4 separate regions of the Mus musculus genome follow, and all the other regions are linked to region 1. Evidence: chromatin contacts called from public Hi-C, HiChIP or PLAC-seq and promoter capture Hi-C data. All regions are on one chromosome and are shown on one strand. The core of a region is the stretch at or near the end of the contact, and the rest is flanking DNA. Distances in the headings are between cores, read along the strand shown.

Region 1 (4,727 bases), core at 1,529-4,028:
CAGGGGCCTAAACATGAACTGCCTAGTCAGGCCCAAGCTGGACTCCAAGCCCAGCCTCCTGAGAGTCATGTGACTCTGTTATTTCGGGACTCCCGGAATGTGCTCTATTTTGGGTCACAAGGGCTCTGATGTTACTAAAAGCCCCCTCAGGCAGGCCCCAAGCTCACCAGGTCCCCAAGTACCACACAAGAGGGTGGCTGGAGGTCTAGAGCCTGGCTTCTGGAAACCTGTTACTCTCACAAGCAAATGGGCCACTAACAGCTGAGAGGGGCAGTGCAGGCTTGAGACCTTTGGACTCTGCAGGCTCAGCCTTCCAGTCCCACCATCTAGGCTGAGGCCAGCCCTTACCCCAACTCCCCAACTGGCATGGAGGAAGACCAGCCCTGGACAGCAGAGCCAGGAAACAGGGGCTGCCTGGGGCAAATTCCCCAACCTCCCTTCTTTCTTCCTAGATCTGTCCTGTGCAGATCAGCTCAGTTGGCAGAAGCTTGGAGGCTGCCTGGACCACCAAACACACACAGTGCACACTGGAAAGAGCCCTGGGTCCCGGACCCCAAAAGGGGCAAGGGAGTGAAAAAGGGATGGCCAAACTTTCCTAGACACTTCAAGTCAGACCCAAGCTGTCAGTGGGGACCCTGGACGAGCCAGATCCTCTGACACTCAGCCCCCAGGAGGGATTAGGCTGTGTTGACAAAAGGGCTTAGGCAAGTAGCCGCTTAAATGGATCTTCAACTGCACTGGACTTCAGAGCTGGTCACAAGCTTAGTAAAAAATAAAACGTAATCAGAGCCCAGGACTCAGCCCTCAGCCCTGGGGCACAGGCTGCCTGGGAGGCCAAAGCTGGTCCTGAGAGCCACCACTCTGTGAAGCCAACACAGCAGCTCTGAGACATAACTCCTCTTCATGGAGACTCCAGTCCAGCCGCCTGCAATGTCATTGCCAGTTCTGTATGTGTCAACTTTGAGAACGGGCTCTGTCTCTCCTGGGGTGGTGTTCCCATCTCAAGACCTAGCCAAAGTAGTGCCAGGCCCTGGCCGTGTCCCAGGCCAGAGACTGAGCAAAGCATTCCTGTCTGAAGGACCCAACTCTGTGTGCACATCAAGGCTTGAATGAAGGAGAAAGAGATGTCTCAGGAGCCTCCCACCCCCACCCCACCCCAGGCCCCACAGCAACAAGCCACAGTAACAAAGCTTTCTTGTCGGCTGACTTTGGCAGGGGGTTACAATGCCAAATCCACCATTTGTAGCCTCGAAGTGAAGCCTTCCCCAGTCAGTTTCTCAACTGCAACAGGGACAGGAGTTTATAGCCGGGGAGCTAGACCCCCAAGCTCAGGTGTGCTCCCACTGTCTCTATCACTACTCATAAGGATGGAGAGTCTGAAGCTGTGACACACTTGTAACACAACCCCAGTCACTTTGCAGCAGACCTGTTTGTGAGAAGGCTGGAGGTTAAGGAGGTACCACCTCCCCAAATCACCAAAAGTCCTGGCAACCATGCTGGGTTCTGATCACCCCTCAGGGTAGCCAAAATGCATCCCAAACCTCATAGGGGGTGGGAGGCAAAGAGGCAATGATCATCGTGGAGCTTCGTCCATAATCTGCTGTCCTGATTTCCAATCAGCACAAATTCTTCACCAGCCTGACAGCCTGGCTGCTGTCCTCACCACCAAATTAATATCTTTCCCGGAGCTCATTTATAAGTCTCCCTACCCTGCTTCCCTCTGGCTCCCAAACCCCAGGGAGAGTAATGAGTGGGGGGCTCTGACCCTGCTTGGTTCTACTCCGGGAGTTGGCAGGCTGTTTGGGGCTGGGTGCTGCTGGCGGGAGGGTTGCAGGACAAGAAAATGATCCTTCTGCCGATGGGTTGTCTCCCCTAAATACTGAAAACTAGGGGTGCCAGAGTGTGGGGCCCCAGTCCTGGGTTTAATCAGAGACCCAGAGTGACCGTGCCCACCTAGGTTTGGTCTGCTGTCGGGGAACGGCAAGATCGCAGACTCTATCCTGGGCAAAGAGACAGCCAGGGGCCAGCGGCCTTCTCCAAGCCACAGCCCGACGAGCCGGGAAGAGCAGTGGCCTCCCGGAGCCCAGCGCGTCGTCCCCATCCCAATGCCAGGGAGGCCCGGAGCCCTCCAGCGAGCTCAGAAGTTGCTCCTCCGGCGTGGCTCGGTTCCCGGATAGCTAGAGCTGGGCGCCCCGGGGGTCCGCGGAAGCGCGAGGCGCAGCGTGAGGGTCCCTCTCCACGTCCCGAGCGAACCTGCGCTCGCGCCAGCCCGCCGCCCACTCCCGCTCCTCGGCAAGTCAGAGGCCCGGCGTCCTCGCCCTCTCCCGCCGCGCGCCTGGGCCCGGGAAAAGTTGCCCTGTGCCCACTCGCCTCCCCGGGCCCGGCGCGCTAACTCTCGGTACCGCCACGGCTCGGGGCCAATGGGCCCGGCCGGACCCCCAGCGCGCGCTGCGCACGCGCCCCCGCCCCGCCAGCCCCGGCCCCCTCCCTCGCCCGCGCCGCCGCGGCCAGCACTCACCGAGCGGCAGGAAATGTTTGGTGTCCATGTCTGCGACTAACTCATGCCCAGCCGGCGGCGGAGCAGCAGGGCGGCAGCGCGGCGGCCCCCGGCGCGGCCCGCCCGGGGCCCGGGCGGCGGGGAGCCGGCGGCGGCAGCGGCGGCGGCGGCGCGCGGAGGCCGCGGCGCGGCGAGTTGTTGCAAAAGTCGCCCAACAATGTAAACTACTTGTGCCTGCGCGCGCCCCGCGCGCGCACCCGCCGCCCGCGCCTCCGCCGCGCGCCCGCGACCCGCTCCGGCCCGGCCTGCAGCGGGGCGGGGGGGTGGGGGGGGAGCGGCGGGGGGCCCGCGACGGGCGCGGACTCGGCGCAGCGCCGTCGCCGCCACTCGCCCCGCCCGCAACCGGTGCGCGCCCCGCCCGCCGCTGCCGCCGCCGCCGCCACCACCACGGCCACCCCGCGCTCGCAGCCCGGCCCCGAGTTGTGAGCGCCCTGCAAACTTGCAAGTTTGCATCTGCCAAGGGTTCCCAGGAGCCGTGGGGCGGCGGCGTGGGAGGAGGGCGGGGCGGTGGGGTAAAGCAGCCTTCCCTTCCCGGCTGCCCAAAAACCCGGCGGCCCGCGGTGGTGGTGGAGGAGGAGGAGGAGAGCCGGGCCGGGAGGAGAGCCCCGCGGCCGGGCCATTGTCTGCGCGGACACACAAAGAGGCCGGCCGTGGCCGCGCGAGGACCCTGGTCCTGCAAGGCTCCCTGCAGAAGAGCCGAGGCCCTGCGCATCCCGGTGGACACATGGGGAAACTGAGGCCGGTGAAGGGCCGTGAGCCAGAGGCAAGCAGCTGGGCAGGGAGATGCTGCCCTTTGGACGTCCCAGTCCCCTTCACCTAACACGCGAGAGGCCCAAAAAGGACCCTGGTGTCTGACCGCAGGCCAGACAGGCAGAGGGGGGCTGGGGTGCTGCTCGGGGTACCCACGTTAACACGACGGCTCTCACCCTCCTCAGAGGCGCGGGGCTTGAAGGGCGCTACTGCCGGCTTCGGACATCACCCGTGGCCCCAGGCTATTTTTATACCTTGGTTAGCTCTCTGCCCTGACTTAAATTCATGATTTGTTTGTTTAAAAACGAAAGGAAGCACTCCTACCCAGGGAGAGCCTGGGCCTCCTCCGCAACCCGCCCGCCGACTTGGGCAGCTGGAATTCGGATTTGGGTGTGAGCTACCTGAGCGGAGCCAAGCCAGCCTCCCTAAGCGCAGAGTTCCCCCTGCGCCAAGCCAGGCAACCGGCAGTCCCGCCTCCCTCCACTCCCAGCTGGTGCCTGCCAGACCAAAATCCAGCGTGGAGGCCCTGGCAGAGGGGTTTACCAAAGTCCACAGGCTGCACAGAGTAGGTGCTGCCCAAAGAGAACACCTCCCCTCAAGACAAAAAAGAAAGCTCTGCGTGGGCCCACTACCACCGTCCTCCAGGACTGCACTTTTTCTCTGTAAAAAGCAATAGTTGGCCGAACTTGGTGGCACACGCCTTTAATATCAGCACTCGGGAGGCAGAGGCAGGCGGATTTCTGAGTTTGAGGTCAGCTGGTCTACAAAGTGAGTTCCAGGACAGCCAGGGCTATACAGAGAAACCCTGTCTCAGAAAAAAAACAAAAAACAAAAACAACAAAAAAAGCAATAGTTGTGGGACTCTATCTTAAAGATGTCTTTTAGCAGCCTACCAGAAAAGCTATAGACCTGTCTTAGAGAAAGGCCATGTCTGGTCCTCCTATGTGGGCTGGGAAACAAAATGGGGTTGCTAATGCCTTGGGTTGCACTACAAACCAGGCCTCCTTTCCCAGGTCATCACCTGGGAGTTCCCTTAGTGTGGCACACAACTTGGGGTGCTTCTGGTAGTGCCTGCATCAGGTAGCACAGCTCCATTGGACCCACTGGCCAGGGAGAAAACCCCCAGATTCCTTCCTTGACAGGGCCATTTTGAGACTCTTATGGCAGGCTGTGAGGGGGTAGAACTAACTCCCTGTGTCAACAGCAAGGCCAGAGAGCAGAAAGAGACTATAAGCTTTACCTTAGGGACGTGTTATCACAGTAGAGAGCTAAGACCTGTTCTTCAAACTCCTGGGCCATCCTCGCCAGGGCAACACGTGGTGACCAACAATAAAGTACCAACTTTCTACCCTGGCCAGTGAAATCTGGGCTGCAGACAGCCTGCTCACGCTAAGTTTCAGAACAGAAAGGATCAGGAAAG
Region 2 (4,635 bases), core at 1,258-3,757, 530 kb before region 1:
GGGCATCCCGCGAACACATGGTCTGCTGGGGGGCGACCACTGTGCAGATACACCTGCCCTCACTGTCCTGGGCAGAGCTGTACACCTGCCAGCTCTCCTCGGGGTTGGTGGGCAACACCTGGAGAAGGGCAGGCAGGGAAGGGCACGAGGAGAGAAAGAGAGAATGTGAGGATGAGGGAGACCTGTACCCAGGTGCTGAGGTCTCAAAGAATTGGAGAGGAACAGTGCCTTAAAATGCATGTTCAACCCTGGGTGCTCAGAGTTTTGACCTCTAACCAAATTAATGCCGGGGGAGGTGGGAGGGGCCGCCGATGCACTAGGTTGGGTGAGGGGGCCATATAAGAAACCAGTAGCTAATGGCTTAGGGAATCAGATACCCTCTTCTTCCAGCAAGATGCTGACGAGCCTTGAGCTCCTGTTCCCTAACACTTGGAGACAAGCACAATTGTTATGAGTCCTGAGTCGGCACCTAAGAACTGAGAGCAGCAACCCTAGAGCTGTGTTGTCTCCCGAACAAAAGCAGCCTGGCTCAGATGTTGATTTCCAACTCCATGAAGCTCCCCCACGCACTAGCCATTTGGTGGATGTCAACAAATATATTGTGTAAGGGTCACCCTTAACCTCAATCCTGAGGGTTTGCCCAAAGACCACCAAGGACCCAGAACTGAGTGGCTGGATTCACCTTGCAGGCCTTCTATACCACCCATGACCCTGACCTTCAGATACACAGCAGGGGCAGAAGCCACCAAGGCTCCTGCATACACACCACCATGACCCCTGCCCTCCAGCCACTGCAGCCTACCCAGTCTCCAAGCCCTTCCCTGGCATCCTGCACTTCCCTGCTATTTTTAGATAAGGATGGGAAGAAGGCAGAGAAGCAGGTAGTGCTATACTTCATTTCATTCATCCAGCTTAGGACACAAGCATCCAAAATCCTTATCAGGGAAACTCATGGTGATATTTTTGTTTGGCTTTTTTTTTTTTTTTTTTTTTTTTGAGACAGAGTCTCATTACGCAGCTCTGAATGTCAGGGAACTCACTCTGTAGACCAGGCTGGCCTCAAACTCACAGAGACCCACCTGCCTCTGGGATTTAAGGAGTGGGACACCACTCCCAGTACCAGGGCACTAGGAAAACTCTTTTTAAAACAACAGGAGAGGCAGACCCTACAAGAGTGATAGATGGTGGTGGTGGTGGTGGTGGGTCACACCACCCAGCTCTTGGGATCAAACTGGAGGAGAATGGTCCCTCACCTGTCCTTTCCACTGAGAAGGTTATGCCAGGGTCCCTTTCCAGTGGCCCCTGACTTAAGGGTGGTCTCTGCTCAGCCTGCTCCATCTATCATGGAAGTCAGCCTTATCCAGACCCTCCACCCAACCCCCAGCCATAGCTCCCCATCCGCAGGCTGCCGATGACATGGAGATTCGATTTCCGTGTCAGAGGCCAGTAGAGAGGGGTGGGTGAAGACAGATCGGCAGCTGGGTCCCGCCCAGCTCCTCTCAACCTCCTCCAGAGTGCACGCTGAGATCTTCCAACCGAGATGAGACCGGAAGGGTCCCTTGGGATTTGGGGGGCTCAGGTGAGATCACAAGCTCTGGTCTTTTGCCTTGGGCCCCACTCTGCACTGGTCCAGTCCGTCTTTTACAAAGTAGGGCGAGCTGAGTCCTGGCTGGACCTAGCCCACAAAGGGTTTTAAGCAGCACCTCCACCCCTTACTTGCTGAGTGACCTTGGCTAAGTCCCCAAGTCCCTAGCTTCAGTTTCCTAAGCTTTGCAAAGAAAGATTTTCTAATATTAGTGAACGAGGACTCTGGACTTTGAACCCCTCCCACCATCACCAAAGCAGGTGTCCTCAAGCCCCTCCGGGGGACTGGGAGCAAAAAGCATCGCCCCGAAACGCCAGAGTGCGAGTGGCGGCCGCAGCTGAAGGCACTGCTTGGCTGCAGGGCAGAGGGTGGGCTCGTGACCCCGGCCCTTGTAACCCTCCCTCCCAGGGTGACCCCATCCTGTGCCGCACCGCCGGGCCAGCCCGGGGCTCGACCCGAGAGGAGGCAGGAGGGAGGAGGGGCCGCGAGGGCTCAAGGCGGGCGCACTTACGCCGGTGCTGCGGTCCAGCGTCCCGCCGCTGGCGGCCGAAAGCCGGGTGGTATTGAGGCCCACCAGCGAGGGCAGCGTCTGGGACATCCAGTTGGTGATCATGGCCATGGTGCTTAGCACGACCCCGATCTTCAGCAGCGGCACCGACATCGCGCCTCGAGTGGCCTCCTGCGCCCGCGCCGCGCCGGCGCCGGCTCCCGCGCCCCGGGCAGCCTCAGGCGGCGGGCACCACGGCGGGCAGGGGCGCCCGGCCGCGTCCCCGCGCCCCCTCTGCCCGCCGCCGCCCGCCGGTCTCTGCCTCCCTGTGCGCACTGGCCATCGCCGCGCCGCCCCGGCGCCGGGAGGTGACCAGGCGGCCCTGCCCGGCGCGCGCTGCCTGCCCGCGCTGCCCGCCGCTGCAGCGTCCCCGCGCGCTCCGCTCTCGAGAAGGGCCACCGGGTTCTGAGCGCGGCGCGGGCTGTGCGCGGGGGCCGCGGCCGGGGGGCGGGGACAAGGCCGGGCGGCGGCCGACGCAATCTGCCCAGGAAATGGGTGGATTTTTCCTCCGAGCTCCGGCTCCGCGACGCCCCCTGGCTGCAGGCAGCGAGGTCTGCAAACCGGTCGGCCGAAGAGTTAGGGTCACCCAGGAGGACGGATAAAACGCCGCCACAAATCGTAAAAAAAAAATATAAAACCTCAAGAATCTCGCATGGCACCCATCCACAGAACACCCCCTCGCCCAGCTCTCTCGGTCACCCTCACGGTTTTGTCTCGCCCAGGCCCGGCCTGCTTGTGGTCAAGGGTCTCCTCCCCTGCTGCTGGGCTTGCCTTCCCTGGTGGACTAAGTCCAGTCAGTTTGGGGTGTCTCCTGAGCCCCAGCAGGAAAGAGTAGCTTGGGTGGAGTCTCCAGTGTCAGCGCAGGAGTAAAGAGGTAGCTACAAAGTGAGAGACACTGCTGGGAACCTTGGACAACTACCTCAGAAGGAGGGGACAGTTGGAAGTCCTAGCGGGGGAACACCCTGGGCTTGTGGGAGCAGGTTTAAACAGAGAGGGACTGGAGGGGGGCGGTATGCCTGCTGTGCACAGTAGAGGATGAAGGAGAGAGAGTGTGCCAACCTACCGTCAGGAGCTGCTGGAAGCATAGGGCTCAGGAGGAACTAGAGGGGCCACACCCATGATTGTGGGGTATGGTACATGCACGGGGGGCGGGGAGGGGCGGGGTTAGAGTATCTGGCGTCTATGCTGTAGGCTTAGATGGACAGGGGTCCCTCGCAGGGACCCAGATCAGGGCCAGGCAAGCTTCAGCAGTATCTGTGCCAAGACTTGTAAGTCTCAGCAAAACAGAACAGCCGGCAAACACAACTTCATAGTGCTTTTGACTTTGAAGCAAGCCCTCTAAGCTGAGGAAAGCCAGTTTCTGCAGGCATTCCTCCAAGTTGTTCCAGTCCCGGGCAGGGAAAGCCAGCCTATTCGCAGCCCCCTACCCCTGCGCTCTTTCCCACCTGGTCAATTATAGACCAGGAAGAGATGTCAGAACAAAGGCAGGCCTCCTGGGGTCTGCCAAGAGGGATATGACATCTTCCGGGGGCTTGTCTCTCTGTGTTCAGTCCTCATTTGCAGAGAAAACGTCAACAGCCAAGATGACCCTGGCCCGAGTGCTGGGCGTGAGCCCTGCTGGCTCAAGAAGTCAATTGGAGTTGTTTCTCTGGTTAATGCATGGCATTCATTGGTGCCTCCAGTTTGGGTCAGATGCCAGCGAATTACAACTGTTAGGGAAGGGCGCCATCTCTCCGTGAAATCTGGTACTGCAGTCCAGTCACACCCAGTGGTCCTGCTGGATGCAGCAGCCGGAGATGCAAGGCTCTCTGCCCTACATCCTCTGCCAGGCATTTTCTGAACAGAATCAGGGCCGTGGCTGTGTCTACTCACTTGCTTCCTACTACACAAAGGTAAGGAGCGCTTAATGTTTATCAACAATTTCAAATCCAGCCCAGTACAGTCCTCAAAGTTCTCAAGGCGTCTCAGGAGTCATACCTTTTATTGAATTCCTACTTAGTGCAAGATACACAGTGCAACATGCTCTAAGCTCTGTGTCAGATGCAGCATAGAGACCATAACTGTCTTTGTTAGGCACACTCCATGGCCAAGCACCATTAAACCTTTCCTGCTCTCTAATGGGCAGAAGTCCCTCCCAGAGGTCAAGTGACCTTGGGGTCAAGGGGAGCTCTGCTATGAACTTGTATGAGACAGTGACCTAGCTAATGAGCTTTATTGAGACTCAGCTCTCTCATTTTTAAAATGGGCTTGACGATAGTAGCTTTCTCCTGTGATGTGTTAAGAGCGTAGGAATAAGACTGGCCTGCTCTGGTGACAGTCATTGTCACCTTTTCAAATGATAAATATGGGTTCAGCCAGCAACCTGTGCAAGGCAGGCTGCGGAGCTGGGCTTTGATATAAGGTGTGATGACCCTGAGCCCTCTGACACACCTCTGGAGCTGCTGTCAGTCAAATATCACAAGCAATGCAAGTATTTCCTCATAAGGAGAGAGGTGGGGATTTA
Region 3 (4,346 bases), core at 662-3,161, 740 kb before region 1:
CAAATGCACACATACACACACACACATATACACAGACAGACACACACAGATGCATATACACAGACACACACACACAAACACACATACATACACACATATACACACATGCACACACAGGCACACACAAACATATACACACACAGACACACACACAAACACACACACAGACATACACACAGAAACACAGACACAGACACACAAACAGACACATACATAGACATACACACACAAACATACATACATACACAGATGCACACACACGCAGACACACATACAGACACTCATACACACACAACACACACACACACACACACACACACTCACGAGTCTATCTTGGCCCTCCAACCCTCTCCACACAGTCAGTATGAGGACTCAGCAAATATCAAGTGCCTGGCCCCTCCATCCTGCCCTAGGAACTCATGGCTTCAGGCACTCTGAGACCTGACTTGGCCTTCAAGGCATGCCATGGTCTATCTGGAGGGTTTGCAGGACCCCATGTCCCTTTTTTGTTTCATCCTTGTCTGATGGCCTCTCCTGGTACCTGTGCTTCACCAGGCAGGGCCCCGCCCTGTGGCCTCATTCTGGCTATAGAGCTCATTGTGCACAGCTTGTGTTTTCTGTCACCCAGGGTGGGGGAAGCAGCTTTGCCCTTTGTCTATTGGAGCCCAGAATTCCTCTGGTTTCAGTGCATAGAACTGGGGTCTAAGTGAAAGAGGAGGTAGAAAGATGCTAAGAGCCAACCAGATGTGGCTGATGACTCCACAGGACTGTCCTGCAGACACAACAGGACTGATGGACATATGGACACACAGAGACTGCACACAAGGACACACAGAGACTGCTTACACAAGTTCAAGCTAGATGGGGTCCCAGCACCGAGAGAGCCAGTGACCACAGGCTCCCAGCCCTAATTAAGAAGCTGTCTGCAACTGATACTTACTGGAAAAGGGAAAACCAGTTTTTCCGCAGTGGAGTGTTACTGGGTATATCAACCACACTCCAGGGCAGGACCGTGCACAGGATTTTTTTTTTTTTAATTTTGTTTCATTTTGGCATTTTTACTTCATTTGTTTTATTTTGGTTTTGTTTTATGCTTTTGTTTTGCTTTGCTTTGTTTTGAGAGAGAGAGAGGGAGAGAGAGAGAGAATATAAAGATGGGTGGATAGAATCTGGGAGGAGCTAAGAGAGGGAAAACATCAAAATAGACTGTATGAAAAAGATTTTAAAGGAAAAGAGAAGTGTTTGTTGACAGACTGGATGAAGTTGATCCCCAGTTCTTGCTGTGTCCCTGGGTTCTTATCTGCCTGTGACCTGTCCACAGGCAGGGCTTGGCCCAGTGCCCACACATAGCAGCCAACAAATGTAAGTGATATTGTTGTTGTTCCTATGATTATCGGTGACACTTGGGACTCTGATACAGTGTGCTGACCGGGGCAGGCTGTCATCCCTATCAGCCCCGAAGAAGCACTCTGGGGTGGTGGGGAGCTTCACCCACAAGCACCGGTCAGCATCACATTGGACAGAGTATGGCAAACTGCCAGTGGCCTTGGGATGAGCCATAGCCCCACCCCCAAGGGCCTACCACACTGCCCCCAAGCCATGTGTACACTTCTCTTTGCAAATTGACTTGGCACTAGGCATGCTGGAATGAGGCCGTGCCTGGCTCTCCTGCTGTGCTGGACTCCTTCCGAATGAAAGACAAATGTATTTTAATTTGTTCCAACTTGACACGGAACCCCCTACCCCTCCCCCTTGAGAAACTGGGTCACTAAGCAGAGAATTCTATAGCTGGCGCCAACTTATATTCTTGCTCACGAAACAGCCTTTGTTCCTTTTGCAACACAGGGAGGTTCTGGTGCTGTCTCTCTGGATGTGTGGGCATGAACGCAGAGAGGTCTAGAAATGTTGGGTTTGCTGAACAGAACAGACCGTGCTGAGTGGGCTCGGAAGGGGTCCTCTCCATTGCTCCTCTAGAGAAGGTGCTGGGAGGGCCCAGCGAGGGGAAGGCGCTGCCTCTGGGCCACACAGCAGCAGCTACTGACGCACTAAGCATTAGGAAGGCTGCCTGTACCCACCTCAGTCATGTGGCATTAGGAAGGCTGCCTGTACCCACCTCAGTCATGTGGCGTTTCCCAGGGCTTCACTCAGCTGGATGCAGAGGCCTCCCTTACCTATAAAATAAAGGGAACACAAGGTTGGTAGAATGGGGATGTTGTGTCCAGATGCCACAGGTTTTTAGGGTAGGTTTTTGGTACTGCAGGTCTGAGATGCCAGGAGCACTCAAGGCCAAGACCTGGACTACTCGGCCTCCTTGGGTAGTGGGCATCTGGGTCCCTCTGAATCGGTGTGTGCCAACTCTGCAGATGATGGCAAAGGTTGGTGCTGGCCGTGCATGTGACGCTGTTTGGATGCCTTTGGTGATGCTGAGTCTGATCACATAGACACCTTGGACTCCATACTCTGGGCAAGTCACTGATGGGACCACGACCTCATGTCAGCCTCAGTTTCTCCATGTGCAAGTTGAAGCAATGATAACCTGATTGAAAGTCTTGTGTGGGACTCGCATGAGTAGGATTACATAGGGAGGAGACATGTCTGGCTGTCAAATCTATCTGCATGTGAGGAAGGACAGACAGAAATGTGTGGGCTCCGGTGGGGGATGGGCTGTGATCACAGAAGGTGATCCTGAGTTGTCTGAAGCCGGGCATTGCTTGGCATTTGTGTTGTTGGGTTTTCCCAGAGGGAGAGGGCAATAGAGCCTCAGAAGGTCAGGGGTGTCATCCAGGTAGGGACACTTCCTGCTCTGGGTTCTTCACTTCTGGACACTGTGGGCTGGGCCCTCCTGGGCTGTGGTTGGGTTGGAATTAGAGAGTGTGCAGCTGGAAGCAGCCCAAACCTCAATTTCTATTTCTGATGAGATTTCCCTGGCCAGCACCTTAATGAAGCCAGGGCTGCTGGGGCTTCTGGGAAGTGCACATGGGCTTAATTACTCCTGTCTTGCTCTGCTTGGCAAATAGTCCACCTCCCTGGGCTTCCTGTTCTCACACCTCCAACCTTGGATCTAAGCCCAGGTCCTGCCCTGTCCCGGTCCTCCTCTTCGTCCACTGTCCTTCCATTTGTGTGCCAAGCACATAATCTATGTCTACCCAACTATCTAACCCTGCATCATCCTCTGTCTATCCATCCATTCATGCCACCTGGGTGTTCATCCACTCAGTTCCATTCATGGGTGTACCCATCCATATTGTCCATTGTCCACTCATCTGCTACCCACATATTTAGCAATCCATTTACCCATCCATCCATCCATCCATCCATCCATCCACATCATCCATGTACTCATTTATTCATCCATCTGTCCATCCATTTACTCATCCATGCACCCATGCATCCATGCATCCTCTCGTTTATTCTTCCACTCACCCACCATTTACCCATCCTTTATCTATCCATCTATCATCCATCCTTCCACTTATCTATCTACCCACCCAACACATGTATCCATCCATCCATCCAGCCATCCATCCATCCATCCATCCATCCATCAATCTGCTCATCCATCCATGCTCCCATCCACCCACTTGCTACGTATCTAGCCATTTGCATATATCTATATATATCTCTATATATCCACAAGCTATTCATTTAGTCATCCATTCATCCATCCACCCATGTAACCTGCAGCTTGTCCACCATCATCTATCCATCTATCCACAGATCTATCTACCTTGTCACTGACACATCAACTTATTTATCTATCTACTTATCTGTCCATCCATCCATCCACGCATCCATCCTCTTATTTTAGAAACACTTTTCTAAGACTGGCTGGTTGGGAAAAGATCCTAAGGGGTAAAAGCCCTGGGGCTTCAGCTCTCCCATAGGAACAGTCTGCTGAGTGAAAGTGGCTAGGGTCATCCATGTGAGGAAGGATCGACAGAGGGCAGGACAGGGTGTTGGGAGTCAGTGGGACTGTGCCGAGTGTAAGTTTGAATGTAATCTTCCTAGAGGCCAGGGTGGCACTGAGAGGCTGGAAGCTCATCTCTTGTGCCAAACCCATCCTCCCATGGCATCTCCTGATCTGGTGCGGAGGAGATAGCACCAGGAGAAGTCTGCGTCTGCCGCCCACATGGGGGTGGTGCCACCAGCCTTCCCACGAGCCATCTGCCTCGTCCTTTCCTTCCCCAAGCTTGCTGCAGCCCACAGGCTGCCTGGCTCCTGGAACAGTTGCCAGCTGCACATGTGGGCCTGGATTCCTGCCCCATGCTGTGCCCAGCCAGCACTTGCTCTCATGGACTGGTAGGGATTGGGTCTGCCTGGGGGCTGTGGCATGACCATTGTGATAC
Region 4 (4,061 bases), core at 1,431-3,930, 860 kb before region 1:
CACACACACACACACACACACACACACACGCACACACGTACACGCACGCACGCACGAGCGCGCGCGTGCACACACACACACTATGTACCTATATCTCTGAGTTTTCAGGGTCAAGGGAACAAAAGAACCCTGGGGTAAACTACGAGCTGCACACAGTGTGATCAAGAAAGCAGACGGCTCGGAGGAAGAAACCTGGCCTCACTGTGTCCAACCCACACAGCCTTCAGGCGACACAGGCAAGCAGCCAGGATAAGACGCCTGCCTGCCTGGCCTCGGCCTCTGCAGTTGACCAGCTTGTTGAGTGCAACCTAATTAGTTGTTTCATTTGTTAAATGGGCTATTAATAGCCCTGAACCCCTCAAAGGACAAAATGCATGCAAATTATTTAGCCTAGGCTCTTCCACCAAGCCCCAGCGGCTGTTAGCTTTTATGTTAAGCCCCTGGTTACAGTTCCCAAGGTCTCAAAATCTGAGGTACTCTCACCTTCTCCTGGACTCTAAGCCTCCCCATCACTCACCCGACAAAGGCTTTTTTGCAGTGCTTGGGTCAAGCTCTATCCACGACCTTTGCGGGCTTCTACTGCTCACTAGCCATCTCTGCTGGGTCCTGCTTCTAGATCTTATATGTACCAGACACCCTACCCCCAACCCCAGGGAACACTGTGCTGAAGTCCTGTCTGCGACCCTTTCTGACAATGTATTTATTTAGGTCAGGGACTTCACCTCTCTGGCCTCCAGCCTCTTAGCAGATGGCACTGGCATCTGAGCTGGAGGTCTGTGTGAGCCGGGAGGAACACGGTATTGGTGCCTGCTGCCTGTGAATGCTACAGATTCACAGTCACTCTCGCCAGGATGAAGCTGAAGCAAGCCTGTGGCAGGAGCATAAACCTCGTGACCTCTATAAAGCAGACTGGGGCAGGTCAAGCTAGGTCGGTGGTGGCTTGACTTAGAACTGAGAGAGTAGGCAGATGCCCAGATGTGTGAGGACATCTGGCAACCCCAGGCTGATGGAAACAAATGACAGAAGACGAAAGGCAAAGACAGAGAGTGCAGGGACCTTAATTGGATTGATTTCATTTCTGGACCTGGGTCTGCTACCAGGAAACCAGACTCAGGATGGGGATGGGAGGGAATTATTGGCAAAACAGACAGGGATTTCCCTGCCCCCTCCCCCAGGCGAATGCTAAATGGTCATTGTGTTCAGTTTCCGGCTGTGGCCTCCTCTCCTGCCAGGACCCTGGCTTTCCTGACCCAGCCAGAAGCTTCCCTCTGATTTCTAAACGGTGACCAGGCTGCATGACAACACAGAGGCCTGGAGAGAGGGCAGCAGAGGAGGCACAGATAGCAGCAACCCATGCAGGAACAGAACCTTTCAACAGCCCTGCCACAAAGGGTCCTTAGGGATGTAGCCAGACAGAGTCAGAGAGAAGCTTGACACCCCCCTCCAGGAGTGATCAGGCTAGGCCCTTCCAGCACACAAAGCCGGAGACTCTGCCAGACATAATGAAAGCCAGATGAGTGCAGGGCTGGTGGTGGGCCGCCCACCACCAAGCTCCCCGGAGTCCCTCCCCAGCCGCCTCCAGGATGAGACCACTGGGTGAATGAGCAGCCTGGCTTGGGACACCTGCCAAGCACAAGAGGCCTCCTAGGCCTGGGGGCCCCATGACCAGAAGTTCCCGAGTATGCTTTGTCTGAGCCTTCTCTAGGCAGAGCAGGATGCAGGGCTGCCTTGGGATTCCACTACCCCTGGGGCATGGTGGCAGGTGTACACTAAGGTGAAAGGAAGAGGGCACTGCTGGGTGTCCCTGCCCAGGACACTAGAAACAAGCTCCTACCCACATTCACTATTCCCACCACCCACACATAAGGGCATGGTCTCTGAATCTTCCAGCCCATCCCACTCCCTTCCTGCCACTGCCTCCTCTGAACAGCCTCGATGTTCCCGGGTCATTAGACCTATGTCTGACTCAGTGATGGGTATTCAAAGGCCCCTGAGGTCCCACTCACCTCTGGGGAGTTTAGGGCTGTGCCACCACAACCACTTGCTGGCCCACTATATTGTGGCCTCCTCGTGTCACGCGCCCCATTGACAAGGGTTTGAAATGAGGATAGGCCCTCGTGGTTGGAGCATTCACACACCACAGGCGTGTAAATAGTGACAGCATGGAGGGGCTTAAAGGTTTGACTGACTGCAGTAATTGGGGTTGTCACACCTGTGATGAGTGGGAGCAGGTACTGGGATGAATTGAGGGGGCACGGGAATTCAGCTCTGATTCCCCACCTACTGCTGAGGGTGTGCTGGAAGCTGTAATGCCCAACTGGCTGCCCCAGGGCTGATACAGCAGGGGGACTTCTGAGGAAGGAACCCCCCAGCCACACACAATGCTGCAAAGGACGTTGGGCTCACCCACCTCCAGGCGCGGCAGATCAGGGTCGAGCTGCGTGAAGCTGTGCAGCACCACTGGGCAGCTGTCGGGGACGCCCACCTCCAGGCGCACGGCGTCCCACACGCTGCGGCTGCGCCGGGAACCGGGAAACAACGGCTCGGTGCCCCCTATGGGCCCGGCCGCCTCAGCCCACATGCGCTGCACCATGGACGACTCACGGTGGCGCGGGTGGCCGGCGGGCCGCGAGACCCGGGGCAGCGCGGGGCGCAGGGCCGGCGCGGCTCCGCGCTGCCTGCGCTCTGCGCCAGAGGCCGGGCCTCGCTGATGTCAGCTGGGGGCGTGGGCTGCTGGGGGAGTGGTTTCAGAGGGGGCGTGGGCCTCCTCTAGTTGGCAGGCCTGGTGGACAGCGCTTGCATACACAGTCTATGTATTGTGTGGGCGGCCCGTGATGCTGTTTTGCTGAAATCAGATCCACTTCCCGGGAATTCCAGTTACAACACCCCCTAGCTCTGTAGCCTCAGTTTCTTCACCTGGAAAGTATGGGTAATGAAAATGACTTCCTCCAAGAGTGTGACTGGGAGGATGTCAATGAGGTCACTGACTATGTGCTCATATATTAGAGTATGGGGAAGGGTGACCCTGAGGATTGATTGGGCTCAGTGTCCACAGGGCGTTGGCATCCAGTCCAAGCTCCATTGGGAGAGGGATGCTTCCAGCCTCAGCTCCAGTCACCACAGTCATGCACAAACTAGACAAACCTACTATGCAAAAGCAATGCTGGTTACCACTAGGTGAGGTGGCGTACTTTTAAAGGCTTGTTTATTTTATTGTATGTGTACTGTTATTTGCCATGCATGTGTGTACATTGCAGACATGGTAGACGCTGATGCCTGAGGGGAACAAACTGTGAATGCTGGGCCATCTCTCCCGCCACAAGGCCTAAATTTTCTTTGAAATTTTTAATTGTCAGAAAGTATTTTTATGAACAGGCTCCAGTGAATATGATTTAAGAAAAAGATAGGCAGATTTGGCTAGGTGTGGAGATCCCCTAAGGCTGCTCAGAAGCCCGGGCTCTGCCCTATCTCCAGGAAGTCCAGGCGTGTGGGGGTATATCACAGGAAGGCAGTGGCTCCCACACATTCTGTAGGCTTTTCCCCAGCCCCATTCCTGGGCCAAGGACCCGGCAGCAGCTCAGCTTTGTTTCCTGACCCTGCTGCTCTCTCCTATTCTGGCTTTCTTTTTCTAAGGGCCACTTCTCTCTGATACTTAGTCCCCAGGCGTCAACCCTGCGGGCAGGCCGTCGGCAGGCAGGCTGCCTCCAGACACACTAATTGCAGGGATGGACGGTGGCAGAGGTGAGGTTCCATCATCTACTCTGCTTTTCTGGTTGCTGTCCACCTGTTTTATCAAGTTCCTTTCCTGTCTCGCTCTGCATTTCCCTCCTGGGAAGTCTGTTCATGGATATCACATGCACAGACACAGAAACACAGACACACATATGTGTAGGCAGATACACAGAGACATAAAGCCACACAGACAGACAGACAGACAGACAGACAAGCTCCTCACTCCCATAGGCCAACAGCTCAAGCCTTTTTACTCTGACCCCCTTTCACCAATATAAGTGTCCCCATGTTCCTGCCTGCTGCCCTAGACCCCACAGGGCTCACACCCT

The links. Promoter capture Hi-C pulls out the DNA fragments that hold promoters and counts their contacts. Hi-C and Micro-C count contacts between places; a contact is called where the count stands out from the background. HiChIP or PLAC-seq counts read pairs in DNA pulled down with a chosen protein or histone mark.
Region 2: a contact with region 1 is called in a promoter capture Hi-C map of hippocampal neurons, with 2.3 times the contacts expected there. The contact joins the promoter of Olfm1 here to the promoter of Rxra in region 1. A contact is called at or near these places in 4 of 39 promoter capture datasets (embryonic stem cells, hippocampal neurons, neural stem cells and 1 more) and 1 of 484 Hi-C or Micro-C datasets (the N1E-115 cell line).
Region 3: a contact with region 1 is called in a Hi-C map of cerebellum, with 4 times the contacts expected there. The contact joins the enhancer-like site here to the promoter of Rxra in region 1. A contact is called at or near these places in 1 of 39 promoter capture datasets (frontonasal cranial neural crest), 1 of 484 Hi-C or Micro-C datasets (cerebellum) and 1 of 115 datasets of contacts at active chromatin or transcription factors (bone marrow-derived macrophages).
Region 4: a contact with region 1 is called in a FOXA1 HiChIP or PLAC-seq map of pancreatic cancer cells. The contact joins the promoter of Ralgds here to the promoter of Rxra in region 1. A contact is called at or near these places in 1 of 39 promoter capture datasets (hippocampal neurons) and 3 of 115 datasets of contacts at active chromatin or transcription factors (embryonic forebrain, pancreatic cancer cells and stem cell-derived neural progenitor cells).

The regions. Positions count from the first base shown.
Region 1 is chr2:27,675,252-27,679,978 of GRCm38.p6, reverse strand. Rxra (retinoid X receptor alpha) reads right to left here and starts at 2,778. Exons shown (of 10, transcript NM_011305.3): 1 at 2,519-2,778. The coding sequence starts at 2,546.
Region 2 is chr2:28,203,561-28,208,195 of GRCm38.p6, reverse strand. It overlaps Olfm1 (olfactomedin 1), which reads right to left and starts at 2,507. Exons shown (of 6, transcript NM_019498.2): 1 at 2,097-2,507; 2 at 1-118. The coding sequence starts at 2,246.
Region 3 is chr2:28,412,941-28,417,286 of GRCm38.p6, reverse strand. No RefSeq gene overlaps it. Among named protein-coding and RNA genes, the nearest start is that of Gm13373, 10 kb to the right of the region's middle. Within about 2 kb of position 1,911, at least 30 of the 459 cell types and tissues checked have an H3K27ac peak or open chromatin away from gene starts, as enhancers often do. A contact at or near this core is called in cerebellum, where this site is marked.
Region 4 is chr2:28,532,083-28,536,143 of GRCm38.p6, reverse strand. It overlaps Ralgds (ral guanine nucleotide dissociation stimulator), which reads right to left and starts at 2,680. Exons shown (of 18, transcript NM_001145835.1): 1 at 2,411-2,680. The coding sequence starts at 2,593.